Regions from separate parts of the Xenopus laevis genome. Here region 1 is linked to region 2. Evidence: chromatin contacts called from public Hi-C data. All regions are on one chromosome and are shown on one strand. The core of a region is the stretch at or near the end of the contact, and the rest is flanking DNA. Distances in the headings are between cores, read along the strand shown. Region 1 holds the start of anapc7.S (anaphase promoting complex subunit 7 S homeolog). Region 2 holds the start of ift81.S (intraflagellar transport protein 81 homolog).

The links. A called contact is a pair of places that touch in the nucleus more often than the background predicts.
Region 1: a contact with region 2 is called in a Hi-C map of the XTC cell line, with 4 times the contacts expected there. The contact joins the promoter of anapc7.S here to the promoter of ift81.S in region 2. A contact is called at or near these places in 3 of 4 Hi-C or Micro-C datasets (the XL177 cell line, the XTC cell line and animal cap).

The regions. Positions count from the first base shown.
Region 1 is chr1S:150,987,244-150,993,068 of Xenopus_laevis_v10.1, forward strand. It overlaps anapc7.S (anaphase promoting complex subunit 7 S homeolog), which reads right to left and starts at 3,619. Exons shown (of 11, transcript NM_001094396.1): 1 at 3,437-3,619; 2 at 1,944-2,130; 3 at 1,569-1,688; 4 at 1-58. The coding sequence starts at 3,537.
Region 2 is chr1S:150,766,316-150,772,219 of Xenopus_laevis_v10.1, forward strand. ift81.S (intraflagellar transport protein 81 homolog) reads left to right here and starts at 1,523. Exons shown (of 19, transcript XM_018244202.2): 1 at 1,523-1,636; 2 at 4,556-4,718. The coding sequence starts at 4,575.

The sequences.
Region 1 (5,825 bases), core at 2,369-4,868, 220 kb after region 2:
TTACTGCAGAACGTTCCTGTCCAGCTTTCTTGTACAAATTAGCCAACATCATGTTAATCTAAATTTAAAGTAAATATAATAAAATATGTACTCACAAAATATTTCTAACAAAACATTACAGTATGTTCAGTACAGAAGAATCAATAGCACGCATTTTTATCAGTAACGTAACTGGGACATCAATGTCTATTTGGCCCTTCAACAGTTATCAACTTAAAGGAATTTGTCATGATTTTTATAATGTAGTTTTTATTTCTAAGTTACACTGCAAATAATTCACTCTATCATATAAAATTTCATTCCTGAACCAGAAAGTGTATTTTTTTAGTTGTAATATTGGTATGTAGGCAGCCATTTCAGGTCATTTTGCCTGGTCATGTGCTTTCAAAAAGAGCCAGCACTTTAGTATAGAACTGCTTTCTGGCAGGCTGTTGTTTCTCCTACTCAATGTAACTGAATGTATCACAGTGGGACCTATATTTTACTATTGAGTGTTGTTCTTAGATCTACCAGGCAGCTGCTATCTTGTGTTAGGGAGCGGCTATCTTGTGTTAGGGAGCGGCTATCTTGTGTTAGGGAGCGGCTATCTTGTGTTAGGGAGCGGCTATCTTGTGTTAGGGAGCGGCTATCTTGTGTTAGGGAGCGGCTATCTTGTGTTAGGGAGCGGCTATCTTGTGTTAGGGAGCGGCTATCTTGTGTTAGGGAGCTGCTATCTGGTTACCTTTCCATTGTTCTGATGATGGGCTGCTAGGGGGAAAGTGAGGGGGTGATATCACCCCAACTTGCAGTACAGCAGTAAAGAGTGACTGAAGTTTATCAGAGCACAAGTCACATGACCAAGGGCAGCTAGGACTGACAATATGTCTAGCCCCATGTCAGATTTCAAAATTAAATATAAAAAAAATCTGTTTGCTCTTTTGAGAAACGGACTCAGTGCAGAATTCTGCTGGAGCAGCACTATTAACTGATGTGTTTTTGGGGGAAAAAAAAGACACTATCCCTTTAATAGCACTTTTGATACATCTAAGATGTTTTGCAAGATATGTGCTTCACATACAAAACATTTGTAAAACAAATGCAGGACATTCCATCATGTGTGGCTGGCAGCACACACCAACAGGATACAATAAATTAAGGTATGAAAGCCAATGCAGAACAATGCTGTGTATTCTTATGATAGCTATAGTAAAAAAGTTGAAGTGTGAAAGTATCTCAGTGTACAGTACCAGTAGAGTAACTACCAGGGATGCAGGAAGGATGCATATTGTGGGCAGCAGGGGGGTGAAGCCCTGATCATGGTACACAGATCCTCTTGCACTATGTAACAGTTAGACTCAATTAATGTAGGGAATTGGCACCTACCCTTCTTCAGTGAAACTCCATGCAGCACAACACTCCACTGTAGAAGGAAGAAATACCTGACACTTAGTGGATACCTTTTGCATCCAACAACACTAGTCACTGTGCAGTGTGGATCCATTGGAAAGTTAGGACTAGGAGTGTAGCAAATTGGTACAGATAATGGAAAAGCATACTGTGTAAAAAAAAAAAAAAATGTTCTGTTTTACCTTTGGGGTTCTCTGCCGAGAAGGAATTCCATCTAAAATGGCTATGGCATCCTTGTCCTGTTTCAGCATGGTATAACAGTCAGCCATTTTATATTTCACCTCAATCTCTGATGGGAGACTCTAATGAATGTAAAATATAAGGTACATAAACAATTTTCATCTTTGGCTTAGGCATCGTCTGTAAATCTATTTCTGTTATCAGTGTAGGGAAAAGCCTCAGTACAGCAAACAGCTACTATTATAGGATGATATAAAAGGAAAATGTATACATAATATATTACATATTTTTCTTATTATACAGATCAAATGTGTAATAAAAAGGTGTGGCAGATAAAGTGTTGTTGGCTTGTCCTTCAGTGAAACTGGTATTTCTACCTGATTTTGTGGGGTAGCAGCTGAATTTCCCATTGCTGGCCTAACTTTGGAAGTCTTGGTTAAGGTTTTCTTCTGCTGCAGAGCCATTGTATACTTGCTGACAGCATTTCTGTATTCTTTGTCATGGAACAGAGAGTCCGCATGGTACACAAGCAACTGGTACTTTTGTGATGGAGACAACATCTCCCTACAAAAAAAAAAAAAAACATTAATCATACTGAATATTCAGCAGCATATATGCCAGTTCTGTCCAGTGTCTCCCATGATGTGGGCTAAGTAAAAATATAATAAAATAGTAATGTCATAAAAAGTTGCTTAAGAGCCCAAGGGTCATATTTTACTCTGAGGGTCACATAGAGCCCATTGGGCTTTAGTTAAACAGCCCTAATATGGTGAATTAAAGATTAAATGGATTATAATACATTGTTACTGGTACACAGGTACCCTTTGCCGGTGGCTAAACACGAACAATAGGGGCGTGGCAGATGGCATTGGGGGTGGAGCAGTGATCTTGGGGTAGGCATGATGACATCAGAGGCAGGCACAATGATGTCGTGGAGCTATGATGCTGGGTCAGGGCTATTATATCACTTATATGCAAATGGATGGATTTCTATCCAGTTTACTCAATGTTTTAAATAGGACCATAAAGTTTTGAACAGACAGCCCTTTGACAAACTGATATTTTAATTTGAAACCCACACAGCTCGAAACCCTACCTCTATCTATTCTGCCTGATGAGCAAGACCAATCCTTTAACTACAGGTATGGCATCTATTATACAGAAATCAGTTATCCAGAAAGCTCTGAAATAGAGCAATGCTCATTTTTAAAAAAAAAAACATTATTTTTGACGGATTTGCTTATTTCTGTTTCTTTAATAACAAGAAATTAACTGCACTTCATAATAACTAAGCCATGTCAAAGTGAGTATCTTGGTTTTTAATTGGTTTTCATTTAGTTTTTCACAAGGCTGAAAACCGAACAGAATGCCGAGACCCGGACAGGCCTGAGAAAAACCAAACTGTTCGGGTCAAAACAGAGCAAGTGATAACCCTAGGTTGGCCCAGGTATCCCTTATACCATGTACGTCTTATCCAATAAGCATTATCCATAGGAATAAATACTGAATCAATAATTGGCAAGTTTCAGTTCAACAACTGCAGATTGAGCACAGAATTAGAAGACACAAGACAGTAAAAGTCAGAGGGTATCTATAAAGACAATGAGAAAGATAATTGTTTATTATACTAGTGGCCAAGCTGATGAGCAGGAGGAATAGGAAAGGATGATAAAGAGAATCATTAATACTTTATAATATAATACTTTATGGAGGACACTAAAGAAACATCATATGCAAACAGAGGTGACCACCAGCAGCTGCAGGGCCCCAAGCTTCCCCCCCCCCGTGCAGCCGCCAGTCTCTATACACAATGTAAGAAGCAAATGAACCCCCTCAGCCAATATCATGCCAGGGTCCTGCTGCTACTCACGAGTTGTTGTTGCTCATAGTCAGTAGGAGACTGCTCAGTAAGCGCACATTAGAATGGAGCCCGGCCGCTGCCATGTCCCGCACATGATCTATCACATTCATTTTCACAATTAGCGCTAAACTCAGTAACCCGCACAACTCCACCCCAATGCACTGCTACAACCAGCAGCTGTGTCGGACCTACAGGACCTTCAGTGACGTCACATCCGGTCCGGGTGAAGGCGGAAGTAAGGGAGGAGCCGTGATGGTGACAGCGAGGCTTGTCAGGTAGCGAAATAGATTTTGATCTTGTGTTGCTGAGGACCAATATCTGCATTTATTAGTGGAGCGTGTGAAATACGCGATTCTACTGAAAGCACAATTAGTAGAATAATCGCTCTCTAGGCGTCAGTTTACCGAGGAAGGAAGAGGAGACGCGGGAAGAAGAAGGGCTTAGTGCTGCGCAATTTGATTTGGAATTTGGATACAACTGCAAATAATATTTTATGCAAAATCTGCCCTTCCACCTTCTCCCTCAATAGTTACACCGTAGGAGGTGTATGTGCTGTAGCCTGTCCTGCATTCACACTGCAATAGTATTGACAATAGTGGGTCAATAGGTCATTCCCAGTGCTAATGTGCCACTTTGTAATGCTTTTCTTCTTTCAAAACACATCTATTAATAGTGCTGCTCCAGCAGAATTCTGCACGGAGTCCGTTTCTCAAAAGAGCAAACAGATATTTTTTTATATTTAATTTTGAAATCTGACATGGGGCTAGACATTGTCAGTTTCCCAGCTGCCCCCACTCATGTGACTTGTGCTCTGAAGATATGTATAGATAAACCAGCGCTGAAAGCTCGGGGTAAAGAAGAGAAAAAAAATGAAAACAATATATAGTGTAGTATTTCCTTATTAGGTATAGGACACCCTTGTGTGTACTAAATACTACACTATATACTACACTATATATTGTTTTCATTTTTCTCTTATTTACCCCGAGCTTTCAGAGCTGTTTTATCTATACATATCTTTCATTGCCTATCCGAAGGAGAACGGATCTTTTAACCGGCAGAGGGGAGTGAACTACAGAACCTGGACATTTTTTATATTTTGTTGTGCTCTGATAAACTTCAGTCACTCTTTACTGCAAGTTGGACTGATATCACCCCCTCCCTTTCCTCCCCCACCCCCCCCGGCAGTCTAACAACAGAACAATGGGAAAATAATGAGATAACCGCTCCCTAACACAAGATATCAGCTGCCTGGTATCCAAGAACAGCACTCAATAGTAAAATTCAGGTCCCAGTGCAACACATTAAAGGGATACTGTCATGGGAAATACATTTTTTCAAAATGAATCAGTTAATAGTGCTGCTCCAGCAGAATTCTGCACTGAAATCCGTTTCTCAAAAGAGCAAACAGATTTTTCTATATTCAATTTTGAAATCTGACATGAGGCTAGACATTTTGTCAATTTTCCAGCTGCTGGTTCAGGAATGAAATTTTATACTACATCATAAAAATCATGACTAATCCCTAAATAGATTGGGGTTCGTTTTGTTACAGATGAACCCTTTCTGTACTGTTAGTTGTGGAGATTACAATACAGATGAATGCTCAGTGGCAGGGACATAAATGTGCTTCTGCACTGATACATCAACCAAGGTTAAAGGGATGAAACTCTTCGCAAAAATAAAAATTTAATGTAAGCTTCATCAAACTGAACTTTCTAAATACAATCAATTAAAAATTTTGCATCCTTTCTGAAATAATCAAGTTTATATTCACTATCCCTCTCTCAGCATCTGTTTCTCTTCATTCTGTCTTCATTCAGGAGTTGGGTGTCAGATAGTCATTGCCAGATCCAATATATCTTATAGATATATATCAATATATAGTTCCCCTTTAAGGAATATGCAGCAAGACAGTTGTAGCTCCTGTTCCCTAAAAGACTCAATGTTTGCCCAGATGCAGGAGCCTATAGCAAAGCCAAAGATGTTGCTTTTACCCTTTAAGCCAAACAAAAAGCTGTATAATGAACGTTGAGAAGTTAAGATTCGGGGTCATTGCAAATTATCAAGCAGAAAATTAAGTTTGTCTGTAATATAAGCTGATGCTACAAGGCTGATTATTAAATTCTGATGCTAGTTTCACTGGTTTCTGTGCTGCCATGCAGTAATTATCTGTTTTGTTGAGATATCTAGGATTCTGGTCATAAAAGCAATGAAAAAGCTGTTGTGTTTCAAACAGATGGAAGCACGTCCAATCACATGACTGCAAGGAAATGTATTTTTAAAAATGCACATTTTACATGGATGTCATTTAATAAATTGTAATTTACTTTGTTATATATGTAGTACATTGGGGTAGATATATTGGGTCACTGACCAGTAAATAACAGAAGCTACA
Region 2 (5,904 bases), core at 273-2,772:
GTATTTCTAGCAGACAGGCCACATATAAACACATTTGAAGTACATTAATTTAGGGCAGCACTGCCACACATTTGTTGTGGTGTTGGTGTTTCTGATTGCCCAGAAATGGGGTCCTAGTTCTGGCTTCTCTGGTTCCTTAAAGCAGCCTTGTGCTGGCATAACTAGATGTTACCGAGCCCACCAGCAAATTAATCTCAGGGACCCAGCATATCCAGAGGGTGTCCTGTTTTACCAATATTTATTAAACTTGTATATAAATTAGAGCCTCATGGGGCCCCCTATGCTTCCTCCGTAGTTATGCCCCTGAGGGTAACATTTGATTTGGGGCAATATTATGCTTAATAGCTTGATACTGAAAAATACACTGTTTTTACACAGCATATTAAGCATAATATTGCTCCAAATCAAATGTTACCCTCAGGGTAACATTTTCTGCATGATTTGTTTTCTGTGTAAAATTGCAGTGTAAATAGGGTTGCCACCTGTTTGGTTTTGACCCGAACAGTTCGGTTTTATTAAGGCCTGTTTGGGTCTGAAGTTTTTGTTCGGTTTTCAGCTTTATGAAACCAGCAATAATCTGGCCAATGCATGATGCATGAAAAGCATTTAAATACTAAGATACTCACCTCAACATGGCTTAGTTACCATCAAGTACCATTCATTTCTTATTATTACAGATGCAAAAAGGAGCAAACCAAACAAAAATAAGAATGTTTTTTTCTAAATTAGCATTGCTGTATTTCAGAGCTGTCTGGATAACTGATTCCTGTATAATAGAGCTCATACCTGTAATTAAAGGATTGGGCTTACTTACTTAGCAGAATATCGCTAGAGATAGGGTTGCCACCTGTGTGGTTTTAAACTGGGCATCAACACTTTAAAACATTGAGAATACTGGATAGAAATCCAGCCGTTTGCATAAGTGATGCAATAACCTTGCCCTGGTGTCATAACTCTACTCATTGTGTCCACCTCTGATGTCATCATGCCTGTTCCTACATCACTGCCCCACCCCCAATGTTATCTGCCCCGCTTCCTGGTGTTCAGGTTTAGCCATCAGCAAAGATGGCAACTCTAAGTGTAAAAAGCAGCAGCTGCTGCTTGAAAAATCTGTGTATAAAACAAAAATTTCCTTGGCAACTACATTTCTTCCCATGGACTTCAATGGGTTAAGTGGTTATGCCGTCAACGGGGTCAATTAAGTGTGTAAAAGAATCTACAGGGCTTTATAAATTGTCCATTTATTTGACACCATTTACCCATAGTAAATACATTAACACAGCATAATAAATAGTCCCCCAACTGTACATCAATTCATTTTGTGGGTTCATATCCCCTTTAAGGCCATACTACATCTGGCCTCCCCAAAAAGTCATTTTTTTAAAAATATTTGTATCCATCCAAGAAATTCTCTCTCACTCTCTCTCTGAATTTTTTGTTAGAAACTGCTATGCTATACTTTGAACTCCAGGTGGCCCTACAACACCAGAATTCAAAGCCGTAATCCAGTTATGAAAGCACGTCTCACTTGTAGAACCCGGCTAATTCTAGGAAGCGACGTCACAGACTAACGGAAGCGTCGTCAAGGTAACCGTCTCAAGCGCGTTTGTTGCGGAGAACCTTTTGCTGTTGTCAGGTAACGAATTGATGTTGCTTCGCCGCGTAGCACCCTTTTATTGATTTCTAATACGATCATTCTTTACAGATTTCCTAAAAATGGCAATATGCCAGTGATCAAAATGGCTTCACGATTTCCAGATGCCAGACTTGGTCTAGTTACATCGGTTATTTGTGTCCATAATGCTGCAAATAAAATACTGCCATATAAAGTCAGTAATGCAATGTTCCAGTGCTGATCAAGTAACTCTGATTATACTCTTTATGCTCATCCTACAATGTTCTACTGTGCAGATCATGTCAGCTATTCTCCATGCCATGATGGGGATAATGAGACATACAGTATCTGGTATTTTTTACAGCATAGGGCTCTTGTATGTCTGCAAGTCCAATTTTGGGTGCATGTTTTTTTCCTCCAGAATTCCAGTGTCATTGCGGTTGCAAAAAGACAATGCTTTTGAGGCTTCTGGGCTGTGCCCACCATGATTGTGGGTGATTCAGCAAAATGAATGCAGCTGCATGATCCCCTCATCACAGATTGTGCACAGTAGGGGCAAATATTTTAGAAATCTGCCTGACATCATTTCTAGTGTTCAGCGTGCGAGTAGAGTTGGCATATTTGTCCTAATTCAAATCCAGACAGTGGGAGGTTGGTGACAAAAGGGGTATACATTTTTGGCCTGTCCAGTATCATTTTGGGGCAGGCCACAGTGTCAATGGTGACATTTGTCCCATTTTTTTAACCTACCAAAACTGGTTGGGAAGTTTTGAACTGGACAGCCCCTTCAAAAACCAGACTGTCTGGTTCAAGTGACAACCATTTTGAGGCGATTGATGCAAGGTGCTCAGGGTGCTCATAGCTCCAGGGTTCTCCTGCGTCACTAGGTGCAGTAGTGCTCACTTCTGAAAAGAAGGAAACAAGAACTGAGCCGTATAGAAAGCAACTATACAAAAGTGCGTTTTCATTAAAGTACCTTTAATAAAAGTGGTTTTACTGTATATGAAATTGACTGGGAGGAAGTGCAGGGACTGCCCTGTCTTATGTTGTCATTTCCAGGGAAGAGGAATTCGGTTTTAAAAGGCACCTGTTGGGTAAAAATGTTATCCCCAACCAAAGGTGCGGGCTAATAGAGCGTGCATTCCGGTTGGGGATAACAGTAGTTTTTTTTAAAAAAAATACCCCCCATCAGCACTACGCTACCCACACCAGGAGGGAGCTCCTTGTGAGCAGCCATGTCCGGCCACTCGCATGCGAATAACACGCATGTAACGTCACGTGCATGCGCAAAATGAGCAACTCTGGGCAGCTTTTCATTCAGTGCATGCGAGTGACCGGACATGGCTGCTTGCACCAGGAACTCCCTCCCGGTGCGGGTAGCATAGCGCTGGCGGGCAGCATTTTTAAAAAAAAATAAATTACTGTTATCCCCAACCGGAATGAGGGCTCTATTAGGCCGCATCTTTGATTGGGGACAACATTTTTACCCAACAGGTGCCCTTCAATAAAAATCCAGGACCGGATTGTTAATACCCACATGACTTTGGCTCGGTTTACAGATCTGTTCTGTAAATCTGCCTGACATCATTTCTAGTGTTCAGCGTGCGAGTAGAGTTGGCATATTTGTCCTAATTCAAATCCAGACAGTGGGAGGTTGGTGACAAAAGGGGTATACATTTTTGGCCTGTCCAATATAATTTTGGGGCAGGCCACAGTGTCACACTCTGTGTCAATGGTGACATTTGTCCCATTTTTTTAACCTACCAAAACTGGTTGGGAAGTTTTGAACTGGACAGCCCCTTCAAAAACCAGGCTGTCTGGTTCAAGTGACAACCATGCTGAGGCGATTGATGCAAGGTGCTCAGGGTGCTCATAGCTCCAGGGTTCTCCTGCGTCACTAGGTGCAGTAGTGCTCACTTCTGAAAAGAAGGAAACAAGAACTGAGCAGTATAGAAAGCAACTATACAAAAGTGCGTTTTCATTAAAGTACCTTTAATAAAAGTGGTTTTATATGAAATTGACTGGGAGGAAGTGCAGGGACTGCCTTGTCTTATGTTGTCATTTCCAGGGAAGAGGAATTCGGTTTTAAAAGGCACCTGTTGGGTAAAAATGTTATCCCCAACCAAAGGTGCGGGCTAATAGAGCATGCATTCCGGTTGGGGATAACAGTAGTTTTTTTTAAAAAAAATACCCCCCATCAGCACTACGCTACCCACACCAGGAGGGAGCTCCTTGTGAGCAGCCATGTCCGGCCACTCGCATGCGCATAACACGCATGTAACGTCACGTGCATGCGCAAAATGAGCAACTCTGGGCAGCTTTTCATTCAGTGCATGCGAGTGACCGGACATGGCTGCTTGCACCAGGAACTCCCTCCCGGTGCGGGTAGCATAGCGCTGGCAGGCAGCAATTTTTAAAAAAAATAAATTACTGTTATCCCCAACCGGAATGAGGGCTCTATTAGGCCGCATCTTTGATTGGGGACAACATTTTTACCCAACAGGTGCCCTTCAATAAAAATCCAGGACCGGATTGTTAATACCCACATGACTTTGGCTCGGTTTACAGATCTGTTCTATATTGTATATTATAGAATTTCTTTCAGTCTTGCTACCTCAGGGCCCCCACCACTCGTGTGCTCACGCACTTTGCATTTTTGCAGTGTCAGGAACAGAGGCACGGGTGCAGGGAGGGGATCTGAGCCGGTGGGGCCCACAAGACCCGGGGGCTCACCGGGTTTTCTCACAGTGTCCTGCCGGCCCAGTCTGACCCTGGCCCCACCACCATGGCCAATGTCACAAGCCCCCCCCCCCTTACTCCACTTGAATTTCTCATTGGGGGCCAATCCAAACCTGCTTGGTTTTGTGTGGTTTATTTTTTTGTTCATTTTGTTTGTGTGGTTTATTTAAGTGCTTCATGGCCTAAATATACTTCTCTTAGGTCTGAAACTCCATTGAAGATGAGTGACCAACTGAAACTCATTGTTGAAAAGCTCAACAAAGAACCTTTTAAGAGAAACTACAACTTAATAACTTTTGATTCACTGGAACCCATGCAGTTATTACAGGTTTTGAATGATGTTCTTGCAGAAATTGACCCAAAGGTAAATATTTTTATTAATTTTCTATTTACATTTGATCCAATGTGTAATGGTCACTAAGGCTGACATATTTGTTATTACTTTTCTATTTAAATTTGATCCACTGTGCAATGATGACTTAGGCTGACATCTTCTGTGGGAAAACATACAGTCCTTAATATTTGTTGTCTTACCCCTTTTCCCTGTAACATCCATTATAATACATGGTTTTAAATTCACAACATTGAAAGTGTCATACAAATATGAAAATCCATGTAATAGCCAATATATACATAGACTGATGGAGGATGTTGCACATTACACTTTTCTAATCAGTAGACTTAAAAAATGGACTAGGACAATGATATTGATGGTTAAGGAGATTGATATTGATGGTTAAGTCGTTCTTTTGGAGCCTGGAACTTAAAGGGGACCCGTCACCCAAAAAAATTATTCAAAATCCTATTTTATCACATTAGTCAAGCAAAATGAACTTTAATTACACTGTTTAAATGATTTGAATCGTGTTTCCTTCAGTCTGGGAATTCAAAATGATAGCAAGTAGGCAGCAGCCATTTTGTGGACACTGTTATTAAGGAAAGCCTTGCATCATCTCAGAATCTTGTTTGTGCACCAGAATGGGGGACCCAATGTCCATCCCCATGCCCTGGCTACACAATTAAATGGTAAAGAGAACTGGGGAATGTGTGGAGAGCAGTGACAGCTAGGAAGTGCTGAATGGAAAGTGAAAGTAATTGTCTGCCCCACCTCTATGCCCATGGCATAGAGGAGGGGCAGACAATATTTGATTGACATCTGAGATTTTTAAATGAGCTTACAGCAGCTATGAATACTTTAATAAAAAAATGAAATTGGATTTCATGTTTAATTTGAAAAGGACTTTTATTATACAGATTTTTGTGTCTGGGTGACAGGTCCACTTTAAGTGCAATGTGCAAAATGCAATTTTCACATGCAAATTGTCATGTTTTTTCCTCACAGTTCATTGTTTTCCACCCAGAATAACTGCAGATACGTGTCAATTTGTGACCACCACAGTTTTGGTGTGAACTTCATTGTACATGCATGATTTCTAAATTAGGTTTAATTTACAGCTCACATTTGCAATGCATCAACAAATGCTGTTAACATACTATTCATTTGGCACAAGTGATGCAGTCTGTTATTGGAATACTGGAGTCACTGCTAA